Linked DNA regions of Mus musculus: regions 2, 3, 4, 5, 6 and 7 are each linked to region 1. The links are chromatin contacts, called in public Hi-C and HiChIP or PLAC-seq maps. All regions are on one chromosome and are shown on one strand. The core of a region is the stretch at or near the end of the contact, and the rest is flanking DNA. Distances in the headings are between cores, read along the strand shown. Region 1 holds the start of Kcnj2 (potassium inwardly-rectifying channel, subfamily J, member 2). Region 2 has its middle 53 kb from the start of Gm46300. Region 3 has its middle 100 kb from the start of Gm46300. Region 4 has its middle 120 kb from the start of Gm46300. Region 5 has its middle 150 kb from the start of Gm46300. Region 6 has its middle 180 kb from the start of Gm46300. Region 7 has its middle 200 kb from the start of Kcnj16.

Region 1 (4,224 bases), core at 1,021-3,520:
CTATCAAATGCTGAAAATGTTTTAGTCAAAATTAAAATCCTTCATGTTTGTTTAACTAACAATGAAGGGAAATCTTCTATTCAGACTGGAAAGCTGCTGTAAAAATCTAATTTTCCTGAACTTTTTCCTTCAAGATACCTGCCTTGTGGCCTGTCACAAGGAGAGGGCTAAGAGTAAAGTCTGTGGTAAACAGAAAGACTAGAGTTATTACTTTATCTACCTCTACAGCAAAACTTACACAACCAAACAAAACCATAGGATATTGTGTTCATTTCTTTAATGATCTTCCCGCTCTATGAAGCTGTCTTGGCCTGGTGCTTATTCATTTTACTAAGAGTGAACTATTTAAGTAAAACAACTGTAAACTAGAAAATACTTCCTTTCTCTGGGTAGCTGGGCTATTTCTAACAGAGATCCTAACCTGTGGGGGCAGGGGTGGGGGTGTTCCTATAGTTTGGAAAACTCTTCACCATCTACTTAGGCAGTGAGTCACAACACAGAAGAAAGAAAGGAAGAAAAAAAAATCAATGAGCTGTTAACTCCTTTTCTATGCCTTGGTCAAGGAAGAGTTAACGTTTTCCGTCTCTGGATTCATTTCGCTTCAGGCTACAACCTGGGTTCTAATATAGTCATCTTTGCAGATTTAACCCAAGCTATTTATAAATAATATATGACTTAATATATGATAAAGAAGACTTTCCTTGTGGGAAAAAATATCCCATTATACAAGGGCTTAAATGGCAACCCTCAGTATTGGGGCTTGATGGGGATTCAGCCTCAGCAAATGAAATGCCATTTGGATATCAAAAGAGTCCCAGGGCTTTCATGATCCATTCTGCACCCTCTTAAGTGTATTGCTCATGCTAGGAAAAGAGGCAGGCTTCTTAAGGTAAAATGAAAATCTATGCACATTTCACCAGCACCTCCTAGGGGCCAAGTGCGGATGTGGGACTAGGAGGTGGGTATCCACTCAGCAGCTCAGAACGGCTCCTTTCAACACTCGTACACATAAAAGTGTGCCCTGCTCCTACCACCTAGAACGCGAAATATTTTGTAGAGGTTGTTTGGTGACTCAAGGCAGTCTTTACGGGCTTAAGTTAAAGGTAGGCAGATGCTTTGGGGTGCTTGAAGCATATTCATTAAACCGGACTGCAAAACTCCGTGGAAGATAAAAGACTCCTAAACGCATCATGTCATTTTAAAAGCAAAGCTTCGCTACGATACCAATGTACTCAGAGATAACATGCACCTGCTTTACACACTCAGTGGAGAATTCATTTATAAATTGTCAGGATGCAGGTGCTAACCGAGGCTGGTTTTTGAAGGTCTGCAGTACTCTTGCCTGGTTGCTGGGAAGGAGGACGGGGAGGCGCTGGAGCGAGGGCAGAGCTGAGAGTCTGTAGGAGTTGCTGTTCCAGAGAATTCATTACTCTCTAATTGTTCTGGTTTTACATGAGCAGAGCTTGCCGGGCGGTGGTGGAGAGAAAGATCGAGGGCGAGGGCGGACAAGGCGAAAGGAACCAGCGGCTCCCTCCCTTCCCCCACACATCCCAGAGAAGTCTAGGCGCATTTTTTTTCTTTTTTTTTTTTTTGTAAGTAATTCACCATCATTTGCGAGGAGAAACGGCCCAGTCAGACAAGCAATCGCTAGCACATCTAAATTTTGCAGGGTATTGAGTGCGGGTCCCGGGACCCTTTCCAGGTTTAATTTAAGGATTATCCGCAAGCTGCAGTTGAGTGCTCTGTGGGTTTCCACAGTCTACAGGCTGGAAAAGGGCTGGAGGGAGACGCACCCCAGTGGTTATTTATTCCCTCCCTGCTGTAGACGTCTTTCCCAGGCACTGACACCTCTCGGGCCCTTATACAGGAACACGTACAGCCGGCCTCCACTGTGGAAAGAAACCGGGAAGTGTGGGTCTCACAGAACCCAGTAGGAAGCTTTGCCCAAGGCCAGGCTGCAATTAGGCAGCCGCATGGAGGCTGAGCTTCCCACCTGTTGCTGTACCCTCTGGGCCGCGACTTCCTCCTCCTCAGCCCAGAGCTGGACTCTCAGACCAGGCTAGGCAGCTGGAGGAGGTAGAGGAAGCCACAGCAGGTTCCGAGGCTGGCAGAGCCAGGGTCCGCGGGTGTAGAGATCCTCCTCCTCCTCCTCCTGATGGCGGTTCCCGGGGCGGGGGAAGCGCAGCCACGTGCGCTCCGATTGGCCAACAGTGGGCAGAGGGCGGAGCCAACAAGGCCGGTTATCACAAGGACCGCCTCCAGGCTATCGCAGAGCGCACTGGAGCCCTGGCCAGCGCGCAGCCTTCCCAGCACCGGCAAGCAGTGTCTTGGGAATTCTCACTTGCTTCGGCTCATTCTCTTTCACAAAAACCACTGGATCTTACATGCTTCTGTAATCCCCACTTCCACTCCATGTCCCCATGATCCTGTACCAGCAACAGGTAAGGGCTTCTGTGTTTTCTTCCTGTTCTCTTCTGGGTTGTCTGTGTGTGTCCAGGGCAATGAACTTGCTCCACAGTCCTCTACCCTACAGCTCCGGCTGCTCCGGAGGTGCCCAGTTGTCAGGCTGCTGTTAATGCTTTCCTCCCGCAAGCTTTGGAGTCCCGGCTCATTGCCTATATAGTTTGTGTGCGCACCAGAACATCCTCAGAGCTAAAAATACTGAGACACGCTTGGAAGAGTTGAGCAATAGAAACAGATTTCTCTGCAGCATCTGTTTGTGCTCATAACTTCCAATGCACCAGCTGTAGGGAGATATTGGGTTTAGAGTCAAGCGCGAGCCTGGCGTGGATTCTTCCTCTTATTGCGGGTGAGAGGGAGGAAGAGAAGGAGACTGGGGCTTGATCGGACCAAGAGACTTAGCACTTAATCTAGATCCTTGGTGTTTGGGGAGGGGGAGTCCTTGCTACAGATACAGCACAAAATTCCAGAGTGAGCTTCTCAAGTCTCAAAGTTCCTTTGCTGAGAAAAAAAGGAAAAAAGTAGCAGCCAGAGTTGGATTTTAGCTTCAAGACCGCAAAACTTTCCCATCCGATGTCGGTCTCCCCTAAGTACTTTGCTATTCTTAGTAATAATGGTGTAAATTCCTCATTTGAAGACAGTGTGGTTTAAGGGAAGCAATGATCGAAGCAACTTGATTCAGGGAGGAAAACGACTGCATCATAACTAGTACTCCTATGACAGTTGAGGGAAAAACCAAGTTAGGAAATGGGTAGTCGCACGTCCGTCTGCTTCAGTCTGTCAGTGGAGATTTGGATGAGGTTATCCATTCTAGAGATTTTCACAAACTCCGAAGATACCTGGCAGTAAATAAAGGCATTGCTTGAAAACCTGTTTTGGTTAAGCACAGAAGAGAATTAATATATCTCCTTTAATCATTTGTTGTCTTTTCCTATTAATAATTAATAGGCAGTCGTATTTCCTCTTGGAAACCAGCTCTGTAGGTGCACTGTGAGCTACCATTACACTTGTCTTTCTCTTCTTACCCACATCTAAGGGTTTTATTTTTATTTTCATTACATAGTTGAGTACACACACACACACACACACACACACTCACTTCCCAACGCTCAGGAGAAAAATAGGTTACTTCAAGTATGGTGGGAACAGTGACAGTCAGGGTCAAGGTCATCTCAATTTGTTTTGTGCCTCTCACTTCATATTGTGGTATTTATTTTGTTACATGATTGACAGCTGTAAAGGATCTTGTTTTGCATTTTTGTGAAATTACTTAAACAAACAAACAAGCAAACACAAACAAAGCAGTCAGCCCCTTTCAGACACTCCTTGTAGAAACTCTCTGGCCAGCTGTCTTTCTTTGAATTCTGAGTAGTTTAGAAGCTTGTCCCTCACCCATCTTTACCTGAAGGGTGGTACCATTTCAAAACGTTTAAAAAGATATAAATTCTTGTTTGCTAAACACAAGTTGTCCTTGACATGTACACATGCCTAGAGTTTGCCACAAACATTGCTGTGTCTCAATGTTAGAGGCAACACTCACACAGATATAAATGGGTGTCTCACCCCCCCACCCCCCGCCCCCTGCACTTGTCCTTCCCCCTCCCTTCTGTTTACTGAGCTTCACAGAGGTTGCTCTGCAGCAATAGGAATCACATAGCAACTTGTGCCCAGAGCACTCTGGGGCTGGTCTACATGGCGTCAGCTGGGGAATAGCTGCTCCAAGTACTCATTAGCAGACTTCTTTCGCCCAGCATCTTTTCTTCT
Region 2 (4,224 bases), core at 993-3,492, 460 kb before region 1:
TAGAACTTGTTGGTCCCATACTGTATGTCCCAGGCTTTTCCAGCATACTCTGGACCGAGGTGAATTCTCAGGTTACCTATATGGCTCTAAACTTGGTCACCCCTCTTTCCTAGGTCTGAAATTGAAGACGTTGTATCATCAAATACTTTGGGGTTCAAGTCAACTATCTTAGAGTTGTGTGAGGGTCTTCTCACACTCCTTCCTTCATATACCACACTACACATCCATTCTAATGGCTCTTTCAACACTGAGGCTTATAAATCACCTCAAGCCATTGACTTCTTTCCAGCTTCAAGGTTACTACCAAAGTCTAAATGATCAGAATCGCTATCTGGTCTACCACAGTAGCCTGATAATTGATGTCTCTGTTTCTACTCCTACTGCTTTAGAGTCCATCATCCATTCATAACCACTTAAAAGGGACAGTTTAACATTGTTTAATAGTTTCTCATTGCACCAAGGATTGAACCTCAAATCCTTTACCCAGCCTACAAAACACCAACATTGAATATTTTCCTTTAATCATCCCACCTTGCTTTCTGCACCTTTAACGTAGCCTCTGCCCTCTAGTGATTATTTATTTCCAGGTTCTACTGGCTTATGCCGGCTCTTACTTTCAATCTATTTTTCCAGCTGGACCTTTTGCACAGACTCCTGCTTCCTCTAAGCCCTGATGTTATCTACAAGAAGAATGCCTCACAGTTACTGTCCAGTCATTTCAACTTTCTCTATTACAATGCTTCTATTGTATGTAACACTGCCCAATCAAGCATACTTATGGTATTATACAGGGAGGCCTTAAATATGTATTAAGTAACTTGTTGTCTGAACATTCCACTTGAAATTGTGGGTTCCTTAACAACAAAAGTACACAAACATTCTTTCAAACTGTTAGGAGAGCAGACAGCTTAAAGGAATAGGAGACCATCTTTATCAGTTATATCCAAGACAGAGAGCTAGTATCCAGGATTTACAATGAAATGCAAAATTAAACACCAGTAAAAAGAAGAAAACCAAATCGTGCAAATCAACAAATGGATTTTTTTTTAAAGATAGGATTTCTCTGACTGTCCTGGAAATATTCTCTGTAGGCCAGGCTTGGTTCAAACTCAGAGATCTACCTTCCTCTGCCTCCCAAGTGTTAGGATTAAAGGCATGTACCACCACAACTGGCTGAAATCAACAGTTCACAAGAGATATAGATCAGTGGTCAATAACTATTTTAAAAAAGAAACCAAAATCTTTAGTATTCAAGGGAATTTAAGCTAAACTACTTTGAGAAACCACCTGATTCCTGTGAGATTGGATAACATAAAACAGGAAATGCTGGTGGTGAAGATGTGGGGATGTAATGTGCTGATGGGAGTGTAGTGTATACATGTGCACACATACATATGAACACAGGAATGACTATAAATGTGGACAAAGCCTAATACAATAGAAAAAGGACCAAGAGAAGCTGAAGGTCAATGAACAGGAAGGTTGGGAATGGACAAAAGGACTCTTAGGACATGGCAAAGGGGAAGAGACCAGAAGAAGGGTCTCTCTCTCTCTCTCTCTCTCTCTCTCTCTCTCTCTCTCTCTCTCTCTCTCTCTCTCTCTCTCCCTCCCTCCCTCTCTCTCCCAATCTCTCTCTCCAAACCAAAACAAAAAACAAAAAAAACAAAAAACAAAAGAAAAGCATCTTGTTAAGAAAGATAAAGAAGGTAGGGAAGAAATATGAACAGAGTTAGGAAAACACATTTTAAAATGAATGCACTACCTTATTAAAAAATAGTTAACCTATTAGTTTATTTTTTGTCATAAGGCTTCACACATCCCAGGCTGGCTTTGAATTTTCCACGTAGCTGAATTTACAATCCAGCTGCTCCCACCTCCCAAGTGCTGAGATTACAGGTAGCCAGCCCCATACTCCCTTTCTGCAGGTGTTGGCAAGGGAACCTAGGGCCTCACTCGTGCTAGGAAAGCCCTTAACCACCTGAGCTACAATCCCAGTTACAGTTTTTCTTCTGAAATGTTAAAGCTGACATAAAGTCCTCATGGTCTGAGATGTGCACCCACTGGGAAGTGCCTACGTCTACAACATTCTTGATGTTTGTCCTAATGCTGGAATTGACATATTTTTCTATAAAAATAAGAAAACTGAGGTTCATCTTTTGCAGGGACATCATCATCTGTTCCTTGTTTCAAGAGTGTGAGTATTATTTACACGTCCTGGGTTTCTGACCCCTAGTGGTAGAGACCAAATCCATTACTCATGAGCCGCTCAATTTGCAGCCATTTAACATTCCAGATTCTCTGGCAGAGAGAGGAATAATGGAAACTTGCAATGTTTTCTCTCTCGGTTTATTTCTGTTCTCTTATTTCCCCTTTTTCATGTTCCCCTTTCTTCTCTGCCACTCTCTCCTTTTGCTTTCTTCATTTCTCAAGAATCCTTAAGGGAAATGTAGACCCGCTTTCCCAAGGCATCCCAGGAGTTTGGGATGGGGGAACACTGTATTAACATTGGGTTATTTCAAGAACTCAGTAAGTGTACTCCCCCAGTCAACCAGAGCCCGTTAAATGCAGGTGCCGCAATGTTTAATGAGGTTGACAGAGACTAAGGGAAGTGGCCGCCATAGGAGCCGCATGTGGTTTATCTACCAAGTGGCAATGATCCTTGATACCCCAGTGCCACTCCTAGGGCAGCAGATCTGTCTTTAATCTACTTGGATCACTGAGCAAATGGCTTAAATAAAATCTCTGCATGAGTGAGTCATGTCCTTCTTGGCTCCCGGATGGCATACCGAGGAGCAATGGTTTACTTTGTCTGAGTAAAAACATTAATATAAGAGAAACATTTTTGTTATGTGGTATCCTAACCCTCCTCCCCCCCAAAAAAATAAAATCACAAAAAGAAAGAAGAGACATATGGGCTGGAGCAGTGAAATTTGGATGAAAAAGTTCCACTTGACACGAGGAAACTCATGAAAAAAAATGTAGTAAATTTTCTTGGCAGAGGAGGGTAAAATGCAATCAGGAAGAAGTGGAAAAATATATATTTTTTTCACTGAACTGTGGCAGTGGATCTAACAGTGTTAGGCATGTAAAGAACTAATTCTAAGCCTCTTGCAGTTTTCAGTTAGATGAGATGCATTAAAAACCCTTGTGATCCATAGGGGTGGTGTTTCAGTGGCAGAGTCTGCATTGCCATGAACAGAGATGTTCATGTCTCTCTTCAAGGGAACTGGTTCACAGGAAGATAAAAATGCAGGTAGGATTGGTGTGGATGGAATGCACAAGTCTGTCCAAGTCACTATGGCATTTTCTCTGACTAAGAGCATCCAGGTTCTGCAGAATTCTTTCTTTCTTTCTTTCTTTCTTTCTTTCTTTCTTTCTTTCTTTCTTTCTTTCTTTCTTTCTTTCTTTCTTTCTTTCTTTCTTTCTTTCTCTCTTTCTTCTCTCTTTCTCTCTTTCTCTCTCTCTTTCTCTCTTTCTCTCTTTCTCTTTCTCTCTCTCTTTCTCTCTTTCTCTTTCTCTCTCTCTCTCTCTCTCTCTCTCTCTCTCTCTCTCTCTCTCTCTCTCTCTCTTTCCCTTCCCTTCCCTTCCCTTCCCTTCCCTTCCCTTCCCTTCCCCTTCCCCTTCCCTTTCCCCTTCCCCTTTCTTCCTTCCTTCCTTCCTTCCTTCCTTCCTTCCTTCCTTCCTTCCTTCCTTTCTTCCTTCCTTCCTTCCTTCCTTCCTTCTTCCCTTTCTCCCTCCCTCCCTCCCTCCTTTCTCTCCCTCTCCCTCTCTCTCCCTCTCCCTCTCTCTCCCTCTCCCTCTCTCTCTCTCTCCCTCCCTCCCTCCCTCCCTCCCTCCCTCTTTCTTTCTTTCTTTCTTTCTTTCTTTCTTTCTTTCTTTCTTTCTTTCTTTCTTTCTTAAGGCTTGCATATGTAATGTTTCCCACAGACTCACGATGGCCCCATTTGGTCGAGCTGTTTTGGGAGATGGTGGAGTCTGGGTCATGAGATCTAGTGGCTAGATAGATGTGAGTTGTGGGGGGGGGGACAGGGAAGGGGAGTCGGGAAGGGGGAGGTTTTGAGAATGATAGCCACTTCCAGTCCCGCTCTTAGTTTCCTGATCTGCCAGGATAGAAAGAAGAGTACCACACACCCGTGCTTCCCAGACTGACCCACACCCATCACTGTGCTTTCTCCCTGTGATGGGCTGCTCTGCTCTGGAAAGACAAGGCAGAGCAAATCTTTA
Region 3 (4,224 bases), core at 1,022-3,521, 410 kb before region 1:
CGTGCCAGAAAGGCCAAGGAGAGAAAGAATTAGAAATGTGATCTGTGGCTTTACAGATTTAATTTAGGTCTGGCAAGAGAGATGCCAATCACAGGCTCAGCATGAATGAGTTTAGAATGATCTGAAATTCCTCTCAGCTGAAAGGTTTGCAACTTGTGTGGGTGCGTATGTGTCTGCCTCTGAGTGTTTGTGCATATGTGTGTGTGTGCGTGTGCGTGTGCGTATCCAGGTTGATGTCAGCAGACAAGCTCTTGGTTCTTTCATGAGTGAATTTCACCTTTTGGTTGCACACAGAGTCTCTCTCACTAGTCTGGACCAAGGACTTCAGGCTTAGGTGAGTTGCAGGGATCCACATACCTCCAACCTCCCCCTTGCCATCACTGTCACACAAGTGTGATTCGTCACGTCCATCTTCTTATATGGGGTCTGGTAAACAGAACTCAAGTCCTCATGCAAGGCAGGCACTTTACAGACTGAACCACCTTCGAAATTCAGAGGTTTAAAATTCCATGATAATAATTGGGAAGAGCGTTGGCACAAAGTCAAGCTGGTGAGGGTGGCCTAGGGTAAGGAAAAGACTGGCCTGGGTGGGTTTTCCTTTTTCAATATATATTTGTATTGTATTGTTTGTTTTGTGGTTTTTTTTTCTGTTTTTGTCCCCCTCTTATTCTTTATGATAGGGTTCTTACTGAACTAGGAGCTTGATGGTTCTACTAACTGGGAGGCCAGAGGGCTCCAGGATCCTCCTGCCTCCACTTCCTCAGTGCTGGGGTTCTAAGGTCTGCTATGGCACCTGGGTGCTCCTCCTTCTCCTTCACCATTTGGATGCCAGGGAGCAAGCTCAGCTCCTCACGTCTATGCAGTAAGCACTGTATCAGCTGCACCCACATCCCTACTCCTGACATCAGCAGCTGTGTACCACAATGCCCTCCTCAGGTATGATTTAACCAACCTATCCAACTTTGTGTTCTGCATATCTGTCTTGGGTCAGTGACCTGACAATGTGTCCTGGAATTATTTGGTGCAGCAAGGTTTCCTAGGTAGAGTGTCACTTTGGGTCTACTTTAGTTGCTATTTTGGGTAGCAATATATAAAAATGACAGGAAAGATCAAAATGACAAGGAGTCTGGGCTCTGGAGAGAAAATGCCTGGATATAAAATCTAGCTTTATCATCCACTAGAATTAAAGAAGTGACATACTTTATATGTCTCAATTCCTTCCCACGGTAAAGGGGAATTAATTATAAAGGGTAGTCCTTATATACTTCTTTGATGGTTAAGTTCAATAGTTGGTTCTGTTTCCCAATTGCCCCATGCAGCCGTGGATTTCTATGCATGGCCATCACTGTTGCATCTGCAGAAGCAGATACTTGCTAAACATAAACTAGATACCGGTATTTGCTCAATGAATTGCTCCATAGGGAATGTCTAATAATGCCTGGAGCACAGTCGCTGTTAGCACATGCTGGCTGCTGTTGTGAGTTTTCTTTCTACCTTGTCTTTATTCTTCCAGTCCTGAAGCACAGTTCTGGAAAGTATAAAGACCCTGGTGTGTTAAGAAAAACCATATCCAATGTCCAAAACTAAAGCTAGAGTTAGAAACCAGGAAGATATCTTTTCCTGACCGGTAAATGGAGATAGCCTTGCATGTCTTCAAGTCTTCTCTACCAATCCCTTTGGAAGAGCAGTGCATTTATTTACACAGACTTACCTTAAGGATGGATAGCATAGTGGAATGACCACCGGGTAAACAATATTGGGTATCTCACCTTTTTGTTTACATCGTTAGCCGTCATGGGAATCAGGGGTGAGTCTGGTCACAAATTCTTAGTTAGAAATAGCCAGAAAGCTTAGCCCTATCAAATAGACACTGGCAATCATGGAAAGTTTGCCTAATTAGTTTGTTATGGGCAGCTTGGAATTGGTTTAATCAGAAAGCCCTTGTTGATACCGTTCCTCAGAACACTTGTTCGGTGATGTGTTTTCAGGATCGGAATCAAAAGAACATTTTTCTGCCGTCCACACAAACCTGCTTGGCACGTGCTCCTGTTTATGGAAACTCCAGACATATATTTGTATTCTTTTGAAAAGGGTGGGAGTTGGGAGGGAGGTCACAGGGGAGATTAGGGCTCTAGCTCTCCACTCAGCAAGCTGAATTCTTGTAGCCTTATCTGATTTCAGAAAGTAAGCAGAGATGTAAGCTTAGTCTAGACTCTGGCTGACACAGGGACAAAGGAAAGGAATTTGCTCAGTTGAGGTCTAGTAGCAGATTCTTTTTCAGGTTGCCTGGGAGAAGAGACCAAGCCACAGCAGAGAGGTCCTTTCCCTTGGGAACTACTACTGTTTTCTGGACACACAACCTCATTTGTTTGACCTCTTCAAAAGGCAGCCATCGCTATAAAAATCGAAGCAGATGGAACAGGCTCAGACAGCAATTTGTCTAATATTAAATAGTGAAGAAATGGTAAACTTAAGACCACAGCAATGCATTAAAAGACATTTTACGTAGTTTTCACTATGGGAAATGTCGTCGTCAGTTTTTTCTGCTGCTGTGATAAAGTTATCAGGACAAAAGCAACGGAAGGGTACAGTCTTTAATTTGGTGTCACAGTTCTAGCAGATGCAGCTCATCAGGTAGGGAGGGCGTGGTGGCATCAGGAATGGAAGCCTGGAAAGCCACGTTTCATCCACACTCAGGAAGCAGGCAGTGAACAGAAAATGGAGGTTGGGTTTAGGGCTCAAGGACCATCCCTAGTCCGTGACTCACTTCCTCCAGGGAACGCACTAAGCACTCAGAAAGTTTCTCAGCACACATACACACATATGACAACTTGAAGAAATAGAAAATTCTCTATGTGATATATATGCATACGTGTCCATGTGTGTCCATGTTTGTATAGGAATGTGGAGACTAGAGATTGATATCAGATATCTCTCTCAGTCACTTTTCACATTACATTTGAGTCAGAGTGTCTCGATCAGCTTGGCGCTCCTTGATATGGTCAGATTAGCTAGCCACTGATCCACAGGGATCTTTCTGTCTCTGATTCCCTGGCATTTTGATCACAGGCACATGCTATCATGCTTGGCGATTTTTTTCTTTTAAAGGTTTATTGATTTTATTTCATGTGCATGAATGCCTCCTTTGCATGCATGTATGTGTGTTATGTGCACGTCTTGTGCCCACAGATGCTTAGAAGAGGGCATAGGATTTCTTAGAACTGGAGTTACAAATGATCGTGGATCCCCACGTGACTGATAGAAACTGACCCAGGGTCTCCTTCAAGAGCAATAAGAACTTTCAACCTCTGATCTGTCTCTCCAGCACCTCTCCATCCCCACTAAGCTTTTTAGTAGGGTGCTGGGGAACCCAACTTACACTCTCGTGATTTTGATCTCAGCGCTTCAGCCTCCTCCCCAGCTCCTTAAAAAAGAAGCTCTTTAATAAGAACCTGTTCTTTTAATAAAAGCCACTTCTGGGGTCTTCCACCAGCAATCTACTGGTTTGGCCTCATTCTGTGTTGAAAGTCCTTTATTAACACAGCCACAAAGGAAAACTAGGGAATGCATAATTTGATCCTTTGCCTTGTCCCTCCATCAAATAATGGGTGTTTGGTGGGGGGAGGGAGGGACAAGAAGGGTGACAGATCTTTCTCCAGCAGACACAAAGTAGGTATTTTATTCCAGTAGGCACATGAACACCTGATAACTTTTTTTCTTGTCCTTAAGAAATGACTAACTACAGGGTAAAACATGCTCTGGGTTCCAGTTGTCTGGATGGGTTTTGCTGTTGTTTCCATTAAAGAATGTTAACTAAAGTGTCAGATAAGTAGCTTTTGATTTCTACACCAGAGTAGACATTCAGGTTTGCTCTTTGGTTCTTTTTAACACACATTCCTTGAATTCATTGAGTTTTGCCCTGAACTTCCTTGGGGTCGGAGAGCAAGAGCCAACATCTGTACAAGACTTTTCAAGTAACGCCAGTCATAATTCTGACATTCCTGGTCCCCTCCATGTTAGCATGTGACATGGCTGGAGGCTTGGGTTTTGTTTCAGTTATTGACCAAGCAAAGGAACGCAGGTCCTTGACTATCTGCCAACTGTGGCAAGTGTGCATAGATGGAGCCCCAGCTGGTGGTGCTTAGCTTTCTGATTTAGGTGATCTCTCACCTGTACTTTGCCCCACTTGACAAGGGTTTGTCAGGTCATGTCTGGAATGCAAAT
Region 4 (4,224 bases), core at 694-3,193, 390 kb before region 1:
TTTGCTGCCTGCGACTGTATGCAGCTTGCTGGAGCCTGAACCAACATGCAATTACGAGGTTGTGAGCAGCCAGGATCTGGGTGTTCATGGCCTTGGGTGAACTGACTGTACCACCCTCTGTACTTGGAGTCTCAGCCAAGGTTGGCTGCACCCCTAAATTTCTCTGTCAGGTGTGGCATCACAGAGATGATTATTGTTGTTGTTCTTTTTACATTTTATGAGAACAGGATAGCTTCCAGATTTATTTTTTTTTAAAGACAGGTCTCATGTAGCCTAGGGTTGTTTTGAATTTGTTATGTAGCTGAGAATGACCTTGGTCTTCTGATCTTCCTGCTTCCATGACCCCAGTGCTACTACTATAGGTGTGTGTCACCAGATCTTGGTTTGTGTAGTGTTGGGGATTAACCCAGATTTGTGTATGCTGGAGAAATCCACTGAACTACATTTCCAGCTTCTCTAGAGTGGTTTTAGGTATGGCTTCCATAAATATATTTTTTCATAAATATATAGGCCTCATTGTCAACATAGGCAGCAATGACACATTTATGTCAGACTTTTATCTGATGATTATTTAGCAGTTATTTTGGGTATGGACTTTTAAAAACGGAGTTCCTTTTTCTCTATGAGTAAACAAAGTTATTACGAAAAGAAAAAAACTCAAACTGAAGATGGAGATATATCTATTCATTTATATATTTGTCTGCATGTATATGTATATTTCTTGCATGTATGTAAATTCACCATGTACCTGCAGTGCCCAAAGAAGGCAGAAGAGTGCATTGAGTCCTCTGGAGCCAAAGTCAGAGACAGCTGACAGCTGCAGACTGCCATGTAGATGCTGGGAACTGAACCTTGACCCTTAGCAAGAGCAGCAAGTGCTCTTAACCACAGAGCCATCTTTCTAGCCCCAAAGGTAGAGATCTAGATTCCTGTATCTCCATATCCTTTCATTTGATTTTTCTAGGTGAAGGAGAAAAGTACAAAATTTCAGTCTACTAGTTATTTCCTCAAATAAACTTTGACAAGTTTTATTGCAATGACTTTTGTATTTTACGTAGATGGGAATTCCAATCAGGAAAGAGTTAATATACTATTATGGTTTTATGACAAAATGACTGTTCTTGGCCTGACCAACTTGGTTTGGCTTCTGTTTCATTTCTTAGGTATCTCTAAATTCCTGTTCTATGGTGTTTATGTACCTCTTCCCTCCAGCCCTCAAAAGGATTGTAGTTCTTCTGGCTACAAGACCATCACATACCTCTTTGCTGTTTCTAGGAAATACTCAGTTGCTTCTTCCTGTTTATATATTATCCCACTCTCACTGTTTTCTCCAAATTTCCACACTGGTAGACTATTATGTCTTCAAATTGTGTCTGTCAAACACTTTGTAACAGTTTATCATTCTGTGTGAATCTGTTATGAGTTGACTGCTGGCGACTGGATCTATTAATAAGTACCCTGTTTTGGGGAATTATGACTCTGGGGATAGAGAGGATAACTTAAAGGAAAATAGTGACTTCTATATGGATGACACATCATCAATTCAAGTAGATGTCATTAAAATTCAATACTAACAAGGACAAGAACAATATTGAGGAAAATATGAAAGGGGAATTGATGGAAGATCAATATTCAGTTTGTCAAAAGAGATCCCTAAAGGACAAACAAGTGAATTTCACATAAACCTGGACTTGAACTTCATTGTGAAGTCAAACATGAGACAGCATTATAAGGGGAGGGTCATTGATCCTGAAACACAGAGGCATTTGCTCTGTCCTAAGTGTGTGTAGATTGGGAGTGATATCTCTCTTCTCAGAGGAGGCAAGATTCTGCTAGCTGCAAAATCAGTGCCAGTGTCTGCAGCTGTGCCTGGCTGAGGATCAAGGCTCCTCTGGGGAGCTCTGGGTGATCAGAAGGAATGGCTGAGGACATGTAAATGGGATAAAAAGATAGACACTGAACTACAAAATCAATGCCAGAGAACAAAAGAAGCACAGAAGCATCAGGGAATAAAGGAGGGGGGCTGGCAACCGGAGACAGCAGAGCTCACAATAGGCAAGGGAAGCAAGGCAGGAGGGTGTGGTAGAGAAGGGTCAGAACAGAGAAATCGCCTTGAGATTTATTTAACACATGGACGTGGATGAACTTAAAGAGAACCACAGTGTTAGAACTAGGGAGCAAGATACTAAGAGGGTTCTGAGAAAGTGTAAAAGTCAGAATAGCACACTGGGGTTGAAAAGTCTTTAAATCTTTCAATGGGTGAAGAACATTGCCAAAGGCAAAATACCCTTGTCTGCCATCAAACTATTGGACAACGTGTTCCTTTTTTTTTTTTTTTTTAAGATTGTTGTTCTCAGAAAGCCCAGGGCAATCAAATCTTAGCCAGAAGCATTGAAGGTCAGGACTGAAGTAGATATCTTGGGAGATGAAGGTGAAGATGTATGCTAACTCTCTTGGCACTGTGAGTGGGCAGGACTCCATCCTTAGGAATAGTCCTTCTTGGACTGACCTGTTATTATCGCTAGCCTCTCTTTTTTTCCAGAGCACCAAATCAACCACAAAGTCCTAAAACCAGTGGTTGAAAAAGGATTTTAATTGATGTTTTTCTTCTCTTAATCTGAATTCAATGGTGAATGGTTTTAGGCTTTTATCTAGTGGGCTCTATTATTGGTAACAGACCAGTTATCTGAGACCTATGAGGGATGAATTTACTAACTAGTCATTGACAAGAGCCTGATAGAGAACATAGGCAACCTGTGAGTCAAGTTTATGAGCAGAACGTGGACCATTAACAGTGTGAGTTATTATAGCTGGCACAAGTAACACCCAAGGTTTGCAGCCTGGGAGACTGTATGAAAAAGCTACCTGAGAGTTCACTAGTAGGCAGCAGCACAGAGAATGTGTTGCTCAGACATGGGATAGAAGCTCATTAGTGCCTTTGTTCTGGATGTGGCCCAGGTTTCCATGGATAAGTCTATCCTAGGTAGACTACCATCTCCCTCTGTGATGATCCGATCGTCTTCCCCAAAGGAGAACTGGCTGTGCTTGTTTTCTGGGAGAGTTAACGTACCTTGGGGTTCTTTGTGGTCTGCCAGATAACTAAGGCTCATCTTGTGAGGGTACCAAGGTTACTGCTTATTGAAATCTTCCTTCTTTAGGGGAAATGAAACATTTGGAAAAGAAGTGAAGAGTAAGCAGAGAGCTCCACAGTGGGTCTTCCTACCATCTATTAGATATTTCAGAGTATCAGCTAGAGAGTTCATTGAACATCATGGAGTAGGGGAGGTTCCAGCTCTCACCTTTGTGAGTGTATTCCTTCTATGCCACATTCTAGCATCCATAATGCAACGGGGCGGGCACCATACTCTTCTGCTCTGTTGATATGATCCACCCAGAGCTCATTCTTGAGGCTAACACAAAATTGGATCCAGAATAAGAATTAAATGTTGAGGCTACCCATGACTTATAATTTCAGATTACAGGAATCAAGGCATTGACCCGTATCTTCTTGGCAGAACAAATAGGCAGCCATTCTCAAGTTATTTCTTTCTGCTCTGTCTGTAAATGCCGTTTTTTCCATTGAAGAAATATTTGTAGGTTGGTCCGGTCTGCACACAGACTACTGAGAAGGATGCCTGTTAGAAGCTGTGTGAACAGAAGTTAAGGTCCCCATGGGAGGGACTGCTGCAAAGGAAGAAGTGCCCTGCTTCTGAGCTGGGTAACCGAATCTCTAGGGTGCCATCTGTGTTCTCTGTATACCTGTCAGATTGTGATTAGAAAGCACAGGTCAACACTATTTCTCTTCTAAGTAGTCAATGATTTCTTAAAATTTCAATAAAATGATGCTTGAAACATCATTGTAGATTTCTTTCAGGTATTAAGTGTAAACCAGAAGAAAGGCAGGATTTTGTGTAATAAGAAAGGAAGACTAGAGCTCGTAACCATGTCTACCACTCTAGTGTTTATCCAGTACTTACTGCGTGTCTCCTACTACATAATGAATGTCCTCACTGAATACCATCAATTAAGATAAAATTAGAGGCTTTACAAATATCATGAACCTAGGATGTAGAATACAAGAGTCAAATTTTGAAAATATGTTGTTTGTTGTTGTTGTTGTTTTCCTCCTCCTCCTCCTTCTCCTTTCCAGTGTAGATCACATCTGGAATGGAGGATTGTTGGATGTAGGAGACAGAGTGCTCTTTTAGATGGTGTTGACATGAA
Region 5 (4,224 bases), core at 797-3,296, 370 kb before region 1:
GACAAGTGCTGACTAGAAGTTTCATAAGTGATACAGGAAGAATTCAACTGGGACTGATGTGAACCTAGAATACCTACTGCATCAAACCCTGGCACCACTGGTGAATGGCATTTCTGTTTCTGAAATCATGCAACCCTTCTGATCTGTAGGGATGCTGTCATATTTCAGACTTAGGAAAGTTGCATTGAAAAGTAAGCAAAAGTGCAAAAGGCAGCATTTCTGAACTCTCTTCTAGCAATTCCAAGGTATCAGTGGACATGTTCCTGGAGATCCAATGTTGGACACGGGCACTCTGGGGTTAACAGAGGAAGTACGTAAGCTCTTTTCATTTCTTCAAAAGACCAGTTTCACTTATGTGTATCATGTTTCTAAAAATTCTGTTAAAATAACAATTGATTTTGTTGACTGTGGTGTGACAACACACCTGTAATTCCAAAAGTCAGGAGGTAGAAGCACAAGAGTCTTCAAGGTTACCCTTGGCTGCTTTGGCTACCTGTCAAGTTTCAGGCAAGTTTGGGAAATAATAATGGTAAGTGATAAAAATCATCAATAATATATAATATAATATAATATAATATAATATAATATAATATAATATATGATAAATAATGAAGTTTTAATGAATTATTGGGAATGTTATCCTCTTTGGCATTGGGTAGTCTGGGTGTAAAATAACCATCATGGCTTTGGGTAGGTTGATTAACCCCTTTGTCTTGAAAAGCCCATATCTGAATATGTGTAGATTGATGAATTGTGAGGACTGAAATGAATTATTTCATAGTACAAGGGAGATTTTTTTTTTTTAGTGGTGGTAACTTTAGCTGTCTCAGAAGTTTCAAGCCTTTTAGCCAATCTCCACACAGTAGCTTTAAAAATAATTTCCAAGATGATGGTCCTTCTAGGCTTTACACAACAGGGCCCGATGCTGTGTTCACTTCCAGGCTGAACTCATGGAAACTTTTGGTTCCAAATAGAGGAAGTCATAGCAACAACAGCGATTCATCTTCCGGCTTTCATCAGCTCCTCATGGCCTCGCTGTCATCGTCATCTGAGCTAAAAACAATTCAACCAAGGGAAAGGTAAACAGGAGCCCTTCCATTTTGCAAATGAACGAGTGGAAGTGTAGGGACATGAAGCCCTTAACTAAAAAGTACCCATTACTCATGTCCTCATCTTTCTGTGCACTATGTGTCTTAGTTTTAAAGCTGGTCTCAATCTTCTATTTTACATAGGATGTTTCACCCTGTATTGATACAGATCGAAAGGACACTTACATCAATCTAAACTCACTCACCCCAGCACAATCTGCGAAGCATCTTTAAATTTTCCGTTAGGGTAGCCCTTGCCATACTCCTCTATCCTGCAGCATCTCTATGCATTAATGGGTCCCTGTGCCTTATACCCCTGTGTATAAGTGTTGAGAAATATTCTGCTTCATCTTGCAGCTCTTGGGTAGATCACTTAGCTGGAAATTATGATAATTTGGGAGTTAGTAATTTTCTTGCCATATTCTTTTCAAGCTAGCTTCTTCTTCCCCTGCTTATCACTTCACTTTCCTTCTTCCACATACACATCCTAACAGCTTCAGGATGACCTTCCCATTCTCTCCTGTGACACCAGTGTCAAATATGTTTGGGGCATGTTCTTTCTGGCAGTAGAATGGAAAAAAAAGTATACAATATGAGTTTTCTCCATCCCCTACCTGAGAAAGATAATTATCATGAAGCTGACAATGACGGGACCAAGGTGATTCAGACTAATTCAGACATTATGGTAAGCCTACACATGTTGGTATACTTTGGATAAAGGTGAATGGTGTGAGAAATACAGCAATCAATTGCAAAGCCATTCCTCTAAGAATGACTCTAGGTGAAGTTGAGAAAAGCTATTTATAGTCATGGAGAACACTTGGTTATCAAAGGCAAAAGGAATGTGGCATTTCATAAAAAAAATATTGTTTTAGGCAAAAGAGAGGAGACACAGGGAAGGCTAGCTGAGGCGGTGTCATGCAAGGGGCTAATAGAGGCTACAATCCGAGTGGAGAGTGACAGAGGGTTGTGAAGAATTTGGAAATGCTGGAAACTTGGACATCACAAGATGGGGAGGGTTCAGTAGTGTGGCGTGGTGTGGTTAGAACTAAAGTTTGGAAGCAACGCTGGCACACAATTTGTGCATTGGCATGCTGGAAACAATGGATGGAAGAATCCGTGAGATGAAAGGAAGCAAAATTGAGTCATAGTCACCCATTCCAAATTTTCACCACTGAGGGAACTGGGCAAAGAGTGCAACTCATGACTGGATATGCTCACTGAAAGTGGAACCCCTTTCTTCTAGTTCCTGTTTAAAAATATAAACTGCATGCAAATTCAAATTAAAAAAAAAGAACCTTCCTTTGTCACGTTGAGAAACTGTGTTTTCTTTGTTGTTTTGTGACTCACCTCGGGACTATTCATACAAGAATGCTATTTGTAGGGATGGGCAGACCTGTTTGGGGGGGGGGAACAAGAACCTCTCTGGAATGTTCACCCACTCTTGGAACCATAGTTGTTGTTCTTTCTTTCTTTCTTTCTTTCTTTCTTTCTTTCTTTCTTTCTTTCTTTCTTTCTTTCTTTCTTTCTTTCTTCCTTTCCTTACAAAGTTCTCTGTTCATTTTAAAGTACTTGGCCAAGATTGGAAGAGGAAAAAACATCTCGGATATCATAGCATCCTGGGCTGTAATGCACAAAGCATCTTGGAATAGCCCTGCAAGGAGCAAAAGTAGTGGCTTAATCATCTTAATTCAAACCTTATTCATGCGGGTGCAGAGAGAGAGGTAAGCTTAAGGAAAATGTAGGGTGATGGGTCATTACAAATGGCAAGTGCTAGCCCAGGAATTAAGATAGCTTGGGCAGTTTAAATTTTGTAGAAGCTAGACAATTCAAAAGAAGTCAGTGGAGAGAAGCTGGAGGTAACTGGATCTCAAATCAAGACAAAGGATTAAAGGTGAGATCTTTAAGTAGAGTTTTTCCTATACAAAGTTTACTCATAAAGAATGAAATGTACTAGCTAGGGTCCCACCTCAAAATATAAACTTCTCAATAACCTCAAGATCTACTTTCAAGAATTTAGATTAGATAAATTAAAAAAAAGGCAACTTTCTAGGATTACATATATTTTTCATAGGATTGATAGTCTTACTTTTTTATAGTCTTTTCCCTTTGTTTTGGCAGGGAGGGGTTTAGTAAGGAGATGTTGATATCGGAGCAATTAACCCTGACAAAACTTATGGAAAGTTGCATTAAAACTTTTTAAACGTAAGCATTCAGGGATGTCTTTTGACATTTTTGTTCATTTTCCATGCCAAGGGAGAGTTTGAGGACATGGTAGTGATTTGAAAATAAAAACTGATAGAAGGGGCATAGTGTGTGTGTGTGTGTGTGTGTGTGTGTGTGAGAGAGAGAGAGAGAGAGAGAGAGAGAGAAAGAGAGAGAGGAGAGAGGGAAGAGGAGAGAGGGGAGAGGGGAGAGGGGAGAGGGAAGAGGGGAGAGGGGAGAGGGGAGAGGGGAGAGAGAAGATTAAGAAAGATAATGGCTAATCTATGGCTAATCTTGGTTGTTGAGAAGATGGTACCTCAGTTGAAGATTGCCTCTATCAGATTGGCTTGGCTTGTGGGCATATCTTTGGGAATCTTGTGCATTTTCTTGATTCCTTGTTGATGTTAGAAAGCCCTGTCCATGGTAGGCAGAAGTAGTCCTAGGTGGGTGAGCCTGGAAGAAAGCCAGGAAGCATTTTTCTCTATAGCCTTTACTTCAGTTTCCACTATAAGGTTCCTGTGTTGAGTTACTGCCCTGACTTTCCTCAGTGATGGATGTAGAAATGCAAGTTGAAATTAAGCGTTGTTATCCTTATTTTTCTTTGGGTTGGAATGTTTCATCACAATATTGTTGGTATCAAGGGGGATCATGCACTAGTAGTATAGTAGTTGGGGGTGGGAACTGCACCCTCATGAGGTAGTTAGCATTTAAAAGATATCAAAGTACTTTTAACTTCTCTGCTCTATTTTAATCTTGGAGCATTTTATTTTTTTTATAAAGCAGTCTCACTTAAAGAATGTAAACAAGGCAATGCTTAACCTTTCCTACTTCCTTCTGAGAACACCTGTCAAATATGCTTTGTCTTATGTAGTCTAACAAGCAAACTGCATTTGTCAATGCTTTATGGTTGTGATGTACATGAGCATTTTGC
Region 6 (4,224 bases), core at 902-3,401, 340 kb before region 1:
GATAATTAGATTCAGTTCTTATTTCATCTTTTCCCCTCATTTTCCACATTGCCTAGGCTTCGGCAATCAAAACTCCACACTCCTGCATCTATTTATACGTTGTTTCCATCTTCTTCAATGGCTGGGCCATGCATTTTCCCTTTGAGAAACTCTCACAACATTTTTTTCCATGCCCAGGATTGCTGAATTTTTGGTGGCAGCCTGCCTGCCCTGTACCACGGCTGCTGCTCAATCCAGCAAGACTGAATGGCCTGGCTCACCCCCTGAGAACTGTCAGTCTAGTCCCCCGTTTTTCTTCCGACTTGTGAGCATCTATGGAAGGAAGAATGAGTCCATGACTTTCTCTCTCTGCTTCATTGACTACTTAACTTCTTGTTCTGTATGCCCTGTGGGAAGCCAAAATCCCATGGAAGCATTACTGTCGAGCTATGGCTTACTTTATATGGAATGCCTTTTCCCCCTGATCACTCTGTTCCCAATCCTATCCCCCCATCCCCTCATAAGTCTCCGTATGAACTGGCTTTCAATAAGAAGTAAAACATACATTTAGATATAAACGACATGATTAAGTGTGGTCTTTGAGAAGACATTGTGGATTATAAATGTTGAATATGTCTGCCATTCCTATTAATTCTTCCATTTCTTTGATTGAAGTTTCTTCTTGGAGAGTCTGACCATTCAACATATTCATTCATTCATGCCTTTTTGTTTCATATCACTGAACCCAATGGCCATTCACTTATTTTTCATGCATGTTGTAATTTTCCTTAATGAGTAATTAAGATTCTTTCTTGATACTGTCCTATCACCGTTTGCTGCTCAGTCATGCTATCAATACTTCTACATGCTAAACAGCCTTTGTGGATTGACCTCGAATATGTAAGTGATTAATTTAAAAATTATTTTTATATTATGTTATTTTATTTTGTACATGGGTGTTTTGCCTGCACGTGTGTCTGTGCACCATGTGCATGCCTGGTACCTGTGGAGGCCAGAAGAAAGCAACAGATTCTCTGAAAACTGGAGTTTCAGATGGTTGTGAGCTGCCACTTGGGTGCTGCGAATTGAACCTGGGTCCTCTGGAAGAGCAGCCATGTCTCTAGTTCTCTAAGTGGTCACTTTTAATACTCTCATGAATCCTTAAAGGGACAATGTTATCATCTGCAACGTTCTGGTGAGAAAGTGGAAGCCTCAAAGGCATAGGGGACTTTTCTGAGACACACAGCTAGCAAGTTGGTCAAATGAAAATTGAATTCAAAGGTGTTTATAATGTGTTTACCATGAACCTTTCTATTATCCCAGACAGAATCCTAGTCATATGTCATACCATGTCTCTCAGTGTCTATTCTCTTCACGATGCTTATTCATCTGAAATCTAATCCCAGATCTTTCTAGGTATACTTCTGTTATACTAATTCCACATCTATAATTTTAAATGCTCTCTCTCTCTCTCTCTCTCTCTCTGCCCCTATCCCCCCTCCCCCTTCCCCCTCTCTCTTGTAATTGTAAAACATTGATTCTTGTAATTAGTTCTTCACTCTATATCCAGCTAGAGTGAATTTTCCAAAATGTAGCACTAGTAACAGTTTTCGCTTTAATTTCTTTAGTCGTTCCTTATTGCCTTTGATAAAGATGCTCATGGAACCTTCACGTTCCCACATGGCCTTGACTTTCCCATCTCCTTATTTTGTTTCTTTCACGACTGATCTCTGTTTGTCAGTGGTCTTAGATTCTCTTCCTCAAGATTTTCATGCAGACTTTGCTTCCAATACCCCAATTATGTGGTTTAAATACTCACAGCCAAGTACCACCCCCAGCTCTGCAAAGGATCCTTGTTACATTCTCAGAGAGCATCTGTACATGTTCCAAGCAGAGCTTCTAGTGTATACAGGGTGGATTCTACTTTCAGGACTGGGCACTCCTCCCTGGCCACTGGAGTTGTTTCTTTATGGATGACTTCCAGTGGAGACTGCCAATGGGAGCTCTCTTCTACATAAAGAGGCAGAGTTTTGCAGTTCTTCTGTGTGACGATACTCTCTGGTTACAAAGATAAGGCTCCCTGCTGTATGGGGGTCACTCTAGACAAGGCAGTAAGTTCTGAACTTTCAATTTAATTGGCTGTGGTTCCCCATTGTGTTATACCACAAGCCCTTCCACCTAGTTCTGCTTTTTTTCCTGAGTGAGAAAGGTCCCATTCCTCAGTGAACTCGCTGTGTGCATGATCCAGGAATCTGAATGGTTTTCACCAGGTAATCTATGAAGGTTGATATGAGAAGTTACCCAGGAATGTGTTCCAGGAAGCAGATTGTTATACCGAATCACACCACCTAGGGCACATTCATGTGGCAAGCAAGAAAGACCACACTGGGCCACAGCTAAAGAAGAACTGAGGTCATCAGTACAAGAACCTACAATGGACCAAACCCTACCCAGTAACATTCCTTAGACTTGGAATCTTCTCTAGACCACTGGATGGGTTGATCATATCTTATGAAAATCTTGGAGGATACGACACCCCGATGTGTAGTTCTCCCACTCAGTGAAACAATGACATAAATTTGTGTGCATTGATTTAAGTATTTAAGACTCGTGAGTTCATTTGTTCACACAGCAACACACAACGAATTCCTTATCTTAGACAGATTTGGAAAGTTGTATGTTCACATAAAAATTAGCACATATATGTTTACAGCAGTTTTATTCAAAATTTCCAGAAGCTGAAACCCAACTTAAATGTTTTTAAGTAGATCACACAGATAAACTGTGTGATAATTTACACAATAAATGAAAAGAACTGTCACACAAAGCAACTTGGATTAATTTTAAATGCTTATGTTGAATGAAAGAATCTAATTCTAAAAACCAAACCAAATCAAACCAAACCAAACCAAACCAGACCAAACCAAACCAAACCCTTACCTGCAATCTATTGTGTTTATGTGATAATGTCGAGATTTTAAGAGAAGATGCATTTTTGTGGTTATCAGGGGTTAGGCACTGTGTGTGTGTGTGTGTGTTTGTGTGTGTGTCCATCCATGTCTATGTGCTTGATGTGATGAGACATCAAGTATAAGCAGGATTAAGTACATCCTCTCCTGCTGAGAGCCAACCATACAGTCCAGTTAGGGGAAGGGGATTCAGTGGCAGGCAAGAGAGTCAGAGAAAACCCCTACTCCAGTTGCTAGGGGACCCACATCAAGACCAAGCTGTACATCTGCTACAAATGTGTATGGGGTCTAGGTCCAGCCCCATGCATGCTCTTTGGTTGGTCGTGCACTCTGTATTAACCTCCATGGACCCAGGTTAGTTTACTCTATAGGTCTTCTTGTGGTGCTTCTCACACCTCTGGCTTGCTCAATCCTATGCCCCAACTCTTCCACAAGACTCCCTGAGCTCTACCTGATGTCTGGCTTAGAGTCTCTGAATCTGTTTCTATCCACTGCTGGATGAAGCTTCTCAGGAGACAGTTATATTAGGTTCCTGTCTGCAAGCATAGCAGAGTATCATTAAGTTTCAGGTGTTGGCTCTCTCCCACCAGGTGGGTCTCAAGTTAGAGTAGTCATTTGTTGAACATTCCCTCAATTTCTCCTCCATCCTTATCTCTTTGCATCTTCTAGTGGGTCAACTTTTGGTGGAAGGTTTGTGGGTGGTTTAATGTCCTCCTTCCTCCATTGGAAGTCTCACCTGGGTATAGAGTTTGGCCACTTCAGTCTTTATATCTCCCATTGGTAGAAATCTCAGCTAGGGTGCCCCCCAAAGACTTCCTATAGCCTCCCCAGTCTTAGAGATGCCACCCACCGATTTCTGTTACATCTTCTAGCCCTCTCTCAGCTCCCTCCCCATACCTAAAGGTCTCTTGTTATCTTAGAGCTTACTGGTTTGGCATGTCTGGCTGCTCAGCGAGCTTCCAGGAAGTTCTGTCTACCTCCCCACAGCTGGAATTACAGACATGTGTTAGTTGCCTTTTTTACACGAAGGCTGGGGATAGAAAATTATCTCATGTTTACAAGACAAGAACTTTACACACTGAGCCATCTCTTCATCTCGGGAATTTTAATTTATTTTTGGAATCCCATTTTTTTTATATGAAAAATTTCGTGTGCGTGTGCGTGTGTGTGTTTTGAGAAGTTTTCCTAGGTAATTTCTAGGGCAATTCCAGAATGTGTTTGCCTTCAAACCTTATACTTTATGTTATTGCAGCTGTGTTTGTAGGTTAGTCTTAAG
Region 7 (4,224 bases), core at 462-2,961, 270 kb before region 1:
GACAGTTCCTTAGTAAATTTCATTGTTGTGTAGATATTATAGAGTGTATTTAAATTAAGGCAGCAGTGGCAGTGGTATTGATACATGATATAATCTCACATGACATTTGTGACATATGTGGTCCAGTCTTGACTGGAATATTGTTTTGCAAGGTATGACTGAATTCTTTAAAATCATGGATAGGTCTTTGGGTTGCAACAAATTTATGTAAAAGGAAAAATGTTATGACTTCTCATGTTAAAAATAAGATACGGAAGGCTGTCATTGTCAAATTTCTACAACCAGTTAATAACAGGATAATAAGAAGCAGAAATTGTTCCCAGATTTTCAGCATGAGACACAGTTTTGGTACCAGTGGTGGGCGATTTGTTTCAAAACTAATCAATGTTTTCCTCTGATTTTTTACAGTGATTTATGGCTGGAGACAACTCAGTGGTAGACCACTTCAAGAGGCCATGTTCATTCCCGATGCCCTATGTAAAACAAACAAACAACAACAACAACATGTATAGGTGCTGACGGCACAGAGTCTATGAAGTGCTTTCCTTGAAAGCACGAGGACTTGGGTTTGATCCCCAGAAACCATGTAAGAAAAGCCAAGTGAGAAGGAGCATGCTTGTAATCCCAGCAGCAGCAGCAAGACAAAGACAGGGGAATTCTTTTTGAGCCTCATTTCCAGGTAGCTTACCCTGTCTCCTAAAACAGGTAGATACCTGAGAAATAAAACCCAAAATTATCCTCTGCCTACAAGAGCACCCACATGATGCATGGACACACAGAGATACACACAAATATATATATATATATACACGCACACACACACATACATACACACATATGCACACACATAAACACATGAGCATGTATAGGCATGCACACATGCATACACACATACAAGTATATACACACATACACACACATATATGCACACATACACACATATGCACACACCTGTGCACACACATGCACACACATGTAACCAACACATGTGCATCTATATACATACACACAAATCATGATTCATAATTTGTTGATGTGGCACTAGGACTAGAGTTGACTCAACACTGCTTAGATGGTCAGTACATTCAACAATGCCATCTGAAACTTGAACAATTGTTTAATCTGTGACATGCAAAAAGCTTGCAAGGTTTTCCTCCAGCTTTATAAAGAAAACAAATAGCAACATTTTGATTCCATGATGACCTGTAAAGCAGGTCTCTTCTAGTAAGATTATAAGAAGCTGGTATCATATGCTAGGAATCGAATGTTTTTGTTGTCTTTGTTTAACAAAAAGGAATGCTTTGTAGACAAAGACACTGATGCTTTCAAAGGACTTTAAATACTCTAGCCATGGAAGGGATCACTGGTTAACTTAAAATTGGAAAGTGCTGTGTTTGGTCACTTGTCCTTGCATGGTCACAGCCAATGAAACATGGAAAAAAATCTCTGGCTTCATACTAATGGTATTTCATTCATAAAATGCAACTGTGTCCTACTGTTTAACTGAGTGGTTCCAGGGCTGTGACAGCAGGCAGTCAGCTGGTTGGATTCCTATATAAACACAATGGCATTCCGAGGGTGGTGCTCTTTTTTCCTAATTAAAGCAAATTAGAAGCCCCATTTTGTTTCTGCAGTGAGTTCTGACAGCAGCATGTTCTGTGAATTGCTCATGGTACTTTACAGGAAGGCTTTTCCTTTCATTCAACATTCATTTATTCTCTTAAGTGTTAAATGCATTCCAGGCTCTGAAACCTTGGTTTTTCTGGATCCTTTCTAAACAGGACTAGAGGATTCGGTGAAATTCAGGGCAATAACTTGTGATGATGTTCCATTCTTTCAGCTTGACGATGCTTCTCTCTGGGTGGACACTCTATGCCCTCCCCGTCTTGATCTATCAGTTTGAATAATAGTGAAGCGGAATTTCTAAGGGGCGACCCAATTTGGCAAGGAGCAGTTGTTTGCAAGGACTCACATTGTTAAGACAAACAACTAAAATGCCAGTGCAAACATAGCAACTAGACATCAGAAGGGAGGCTGCACGCACAAGGAAAGCTTCCACGGAGCTATAATTTGACACACAGGAGCACAGTTTACAGCTCTCAGTTTCCAACAATGATATGCCTATTGTATGTATAATTTAAGGCCAGCGTCCAGGATTCAGGTATGTCTGGGTTTCATTTAATATTTGAAAAAATAAAATGATCAAGGAATGCTTAGATCATAGTTGTTCGAAGAAGCATTCCCTTGAATAAAATCCCATTGGCCAGTAGCTCATGTAAGTGTTTTCTGTAAGGAACTCAGTAAAACTCTATTCATTTCTGAAGTGATTGCTGCATTTTGTTGGCCTAAATTTTGTGTGAACTATCTGCATGAATATAAGTGTTGGGGGAGAGGGAAAGAGAGAGAGAGAGAGAGAGAGAGAGAGAGAGAGAGAGAGAGAGAGAGAGAGGGAGAGAGAGAGAGAGGAAACAAGGGAGGTAGAGAGAGAGATAGAGTAGGGAGAAGTCAACATGAAGTGTCTTTCTTAGCCATTCTTCACTGTGGCTTTGAAAACAGACTCTTTCCTGGATCTTGCTGACACAGTAGCTAGGTTGGCTGTCCAGTGAGCCTTTGGGATCCCTATGTCTCCACCTAACCTACTCTGGAATTACAAGTGCTCAACACGACACCCAGCTTTTTATTTCAAGTTATGGAGAGCAAATTCAGGTCATCCTTCTTGTGTGGCAGGCATTAGATACACTGAACTCGCTAGCCTGTGGCCTGACTTTAAGAGTTAGAAGGCTAAGCTTTAAGTATCAACCATCTTTCTATAAGTCAGGCTATGCTTCTCTGCTATGCTTTGTTGTAAAGTCTCCATCCCAGTCTTTCCAACAACGAGATCTCAGATGAAGACATAGCTCTTACTAGTTTTGTTTCCTTTGAGCTAATTTTTTTAACTCTGCATCTTGCTGAACTCTATATTGGAGAAAAAGTTAAGTTTATAAAGAGTGATGAAGGGTGTGTGCAATGAATGAAAGTCATAGGCAAGAACACACAGAAAGCCCTGCTCCATTCTGAAATCTCTTAAATAAAAAACACAGATTCATACCTGAAGTTAAATACTACATTGCTTTGGAAACTCTACTGCATTATGTCTGTAGAAGGGAAATATTTCTCTGATTCATCTGATTATCAATGCATGTGATGAAATTCAAATTACAAATTACATATTAAAGGTAAGAATTGAATGCCAGGGGGGAAGTCTTTTTCAAAGCTCCTTTCTTTCTTCAGTCTAACCGCTTTCTTGTTTTTCAGCTTCTGTGTCAGAGACAGTAAAGAGAAATCATAACAGAAGGTGAAATTTGACTCAGTTTGGTCTGTGAAGTGTTATAATCTTTGTGCAGCTAATGGCAAGAACACAGACTGGATGGAATTTTCCCGTCTTTTATCTTTCTGCCCGAAGACAGTCAACAATTACCTGTAAATAAATTTCAGACTCCAGGAAAGAGATTCCACTCCTCCCTTCAGTCCCCAGCCCACCTGTTCATGCAGTCATGGAATTTCCCCTTTGCCTAAAATGAGCTTTATATAGTCAAACATCTCGTAAAGTGGGAGAGGGGGCTTGTGCAGTAACAGGAGAGAGTACTTAAAGGTTCTGATTTAAAGAAATGCACCCAGATGAGTTAGGCCAGTTGGGGTCAGTTAAGCCTCCCCTGACACCAGCCATTAGTAATATTTTCCATGCACCAAGTAAAACAATGGAAACTTCATCACATCTGGTCGAGCCTCCAATACCTACGCAGCTTGTAATGGTTTTTGAAATCTTGATATGAAACAGCACCGTGGCACTCAACGGTGGATTGTTAGCGAGCAAAGAAGGCACGCTTGCTCCAAAACAAGGAAGAGTAGCTTATTGCTGTTTCTCTTACATACTTGACTATTTCATCTTGAGCCAAAGAGATTTTGGAGCTCATTCCTCTACGCTCTCCTCCCCTATCCTTAAAGAAATCAGCAACTTGCCTCCGGAAAAGCCATCTGAAGGACGTACCTCTTTGCGAGGAACACGTTTTCTCACTGCAAGTTTTAGTTGGCTCAATGAGCTTTTTGGCACTTGGAGAAATGAACTTTGAGAAATTGATATTGCCAAGAAATAGTTGCTGCTCTACCGGCCTTGTTCTGTGCTTGCATTTTCTTTAAGTACTTTGGAGATTTATGAGCAAGACCCTCAGCGCACCCAAATCACCC

The links. Hi-C and Micro-C count contacts between places; a contact is called where the count stands out from the background. HiChIP or PLAC-seq counts read pairs in DNA pulled down with a chosen protein or histone mark.
Region 2: a contact with region 1 is called in an H3K4me3 HiChIP or PLAC-seq map of bone marrow-derived macrophages, with 5 times the contacts expected there. The contact joins the enhancer-like site here to the promoter of Kcnj2 in region 1. A contact is called at or near these places in 4 of 39 promoter capture datasets (cranial neural crest, embryonic stem cells and maxillary cranial neural crest), 5 of 484 Hi-C or Micro-C datasets (the C2C12 cell line, bone marrow-derived macrophages, cerebral cortex and 2 more), 17 of 115 datasets of contacts at active chromatin or transcription factors (VIP interneurons, acute myeloid leukemia, bone marrow-derived macrophages and 12 more) and 3 of 9 other capture datasets (adipose tissue, embryonic stem cells and liver).
Region 3: an H3K4me3 HiChIP or PLAC-seq map of bone marrow-derived macrophages shows a contact between it and region 1, with 6 times the contacts expected there. The contact joins the enhancer-like site here to the promoter of Kcnj2 in region 1. A contact is called at or near these places in 8 of 39 promoter capture datasets (cranial neural crest, embryonic stem cells, frontonasal cranial neural crest and 5 more), 5 of 484 Hi-C or Micro-C datasets (bone marrow-derived macrophages, embryonic stem cells, granulocyte-monocyte progenitors and 2 more), 16 of 115 datasets of contacts at active chromatin or transcription factors (acute myeloid leukemia, astrocytes, bone marrow-derived macrophages and 12 more) and 3 of 9 other capture datasets (adipose tissue, embryonic stem cells and liver).
Region 4: an H3K4me3 HiChIP or PLAC-seq map of stem cell-derived neural progenitor cells shows a contact between it and region 1, with 15 read pairs. The contact joins the enhancer-like site here to the promoter of Kcnj2 in region 1. A contact is called at or near these places in 5 of 39 promoter capture datasets (cranial neural crest, embryonic stem cells, liver and 2 more), 3 of 484 Hi-C or Micro-C datasets (bone marrow-derived macrophages, epidermal suprabasal cells and pre-B cells), 10 of 115 datasets of contacts at active chromatin or transcription factors (acute myeloid leukemia, astrocytes, bone marrow-derived macrophages and 6 more) and 2 of 9 other capture datasets (adipose tissue and embryonic stem cells).
Region 5: an H3K4me3 HiChIP or PLAC-seq map of bone marrow-derived macrophages shows a contact between it and region 1, with 4 times the contacts expected there. The contact joins the enhancer-like site here to the promoter of Kcnj2 in region 1. A contact is called at or near these places in 9 of 39 promoter capture datasets (the 3T3-L1 cell line, 3T3-L1-derived adipocytes, HPC-7-derived erythroid cells and 6 more), 8 of 484 Hi-C or Micro-C datasets (the HPC-5 cell line, bone marrow-derived macrophages, cerebellar granule neurons and 3 more), 7 of 115 datasets of contacts at active chromatin or transcription factors (acute myeloid leukemia, bone marrow-derived macrophages, embryonic forebrain and 2 more) and 3 of 9 other capture datasets (adipose tissue, bone marrow-derived macrophages and liver).
Region 6: a contact with region 1 is called in an H3K4me3 HiChIP or PLAC-seq map of bone marrow-derived macrophages, with 2.4 times the contacts expected there. The contact joins the enhancer-like site here to the promoter of Kcnj2 in region 1. A contact is called at or near these places in 7 of 39 promoter capture datasets (the 3T3-L1 cell line, 3T3-L1-derived adipocytes, the HPC-7 cell line and 4 more), 2 of 484 Hi-C or Micro-C datasets (cortical neurons and ventricular fibroblasts), 8 of 115 datasets of contacts at active chromatin or transcription factors (VIP interneurons, acute myeloid leukemia, bone marrow-derived macrophages and 5 more) and 3 of 9 other capture datasets (adipose tissue, embryonic stem cells and pancreatic islet).
Region 7: a contact with region 1 is called in a Hi-C map of cortical neurons, with 2.6 times the contacts expected there. The contact joins the enhancer-like site here to the promoter of Kcnj2 in region 1. A contact is called at or near these places in 5 of 39 promoter capture datasets (cranial neural crest, frontonasal cranial neural crest, hippocampal neurons and 2 more), 2 of 484 Hi-C or Micro-C datasets (both in cortical neurons), 5 of 115 datasets of contacts at active chromatin or transcription factors (bone marrow-derived macrophages, embryonic limb bud, embryonic stem cells and 2 more) and 3 of 9 other capture datasets (embryonic stem cells, liver and pancreatic islet).

Annotation. Positions count from the first base shown.
Region 1 is chr11:111,063,894-111,068,117 of GRCm38.p6, forward strand. It overlaps Kcnj2 (potassium inwardly-rectifying channel, subfamily J, member 2), which reads left to right and starts at 2,271. Exons shown (of 2, transcript NM_008425.4): 1 at 2,271-2,441.
Region 2 is chr11:110,602,944-110,607,167 of GRCm38.p6, forward strand. No RefSeq gene overlaps it. Among named protein-coding and RNA genes, the nearest start is that of Gm46300, 53 kb to the left of the region's middle. Within about 2 kb of position 2,243, at least 14 of the 459 cell types and tissues checked have an H3K27ac peak or open chromatin away from gene starts, as enhancers often do. A contact at or near this core is called in the C2C12 cell line, acute myeloid leukemia, bone marrow-derived macrophages and 1 more, where this site is marked.
Region 3 is chr11:110,650,095-110,654,318 of GRCm38.p6, forward strand. No RefSeq gene overlaps it. Among named protein-coding and RNA genes, the nearest start is that of Gm46300, 100 kb to the left of the region's middle. Within about 2 kb of position 2,272, at least 9 of the 459 cell types and tissues checked have an H3K27ac peak or open chromatin away from gene starts, as enhancers often do.
Region 4 is chr11:110,671,283-110,675,506 of GRCm38.p6, forward strand. No RefSeq gene overlaps it. Among named protein-coding and RNA genes, the nearest start is that of Gm46300, 120 kb to the left of the region's middle. Within about 2 kb of position 1,944, at least 6 of the 459 cell types and tissues checked have an H3K27ac peak or open chromatin away from gene starts, as enhancers often do. A contact at or near this core is called in neural progenitor cells and stem cell-derived neural progenitor cells, where this site is marked.
Region 5 is chr11:110,696,260-110,700,483 of GRCm38.p6, forward strand. No RefSeq gene overlaps it. Among named protein-coding and RNA genes, the nearest start is that of Gm46300, 150 kb to the left of the region's middle. Within about 2 kb of position 2,047, at least 36 of the 459 cell types and tissues checked have an H3K27ac peak or open chromatin away from gene starts, as enhancers often do. A contact at or near this core is called in acute myeloid leukemia, bone marrow-derived macrophages and macrophages, where this site is marked.
Region 6 is chr11:110,725,675-110,729,898 of GRCm38.p6, forward strand. No RefSeq gene overlaps it. Among named protein-coding and RNA genes, the nearest start is that of Gm46300, 180 kb to the left of the region's middle. Within about 2 kb of position 2,152, at least 7 of the 459 cell types and tissues checked have an H3K27ac peak or open chromatin away from gene starts, as enhancers often do. A contact at or near this core is called in bone marrow-derived macrophages, where this site is marked.
Region 7 is chr11:110,798,515-110,802,738 of GRCm38.p6, forward strand. No RefSeq gene overlaps it. Among named protein-coding and RNA genes, the nearest start is that of Kcnj16, 200 kb to the right of the region's middle. Within about 2 kb of position 1,712, at least 10 of the 459 cell types and tissues checked have an H3K27ac peak or open chromatin away from gene starts, as enhancers often do. A contact at or near this core is called in cortical neurons, where this site is marked.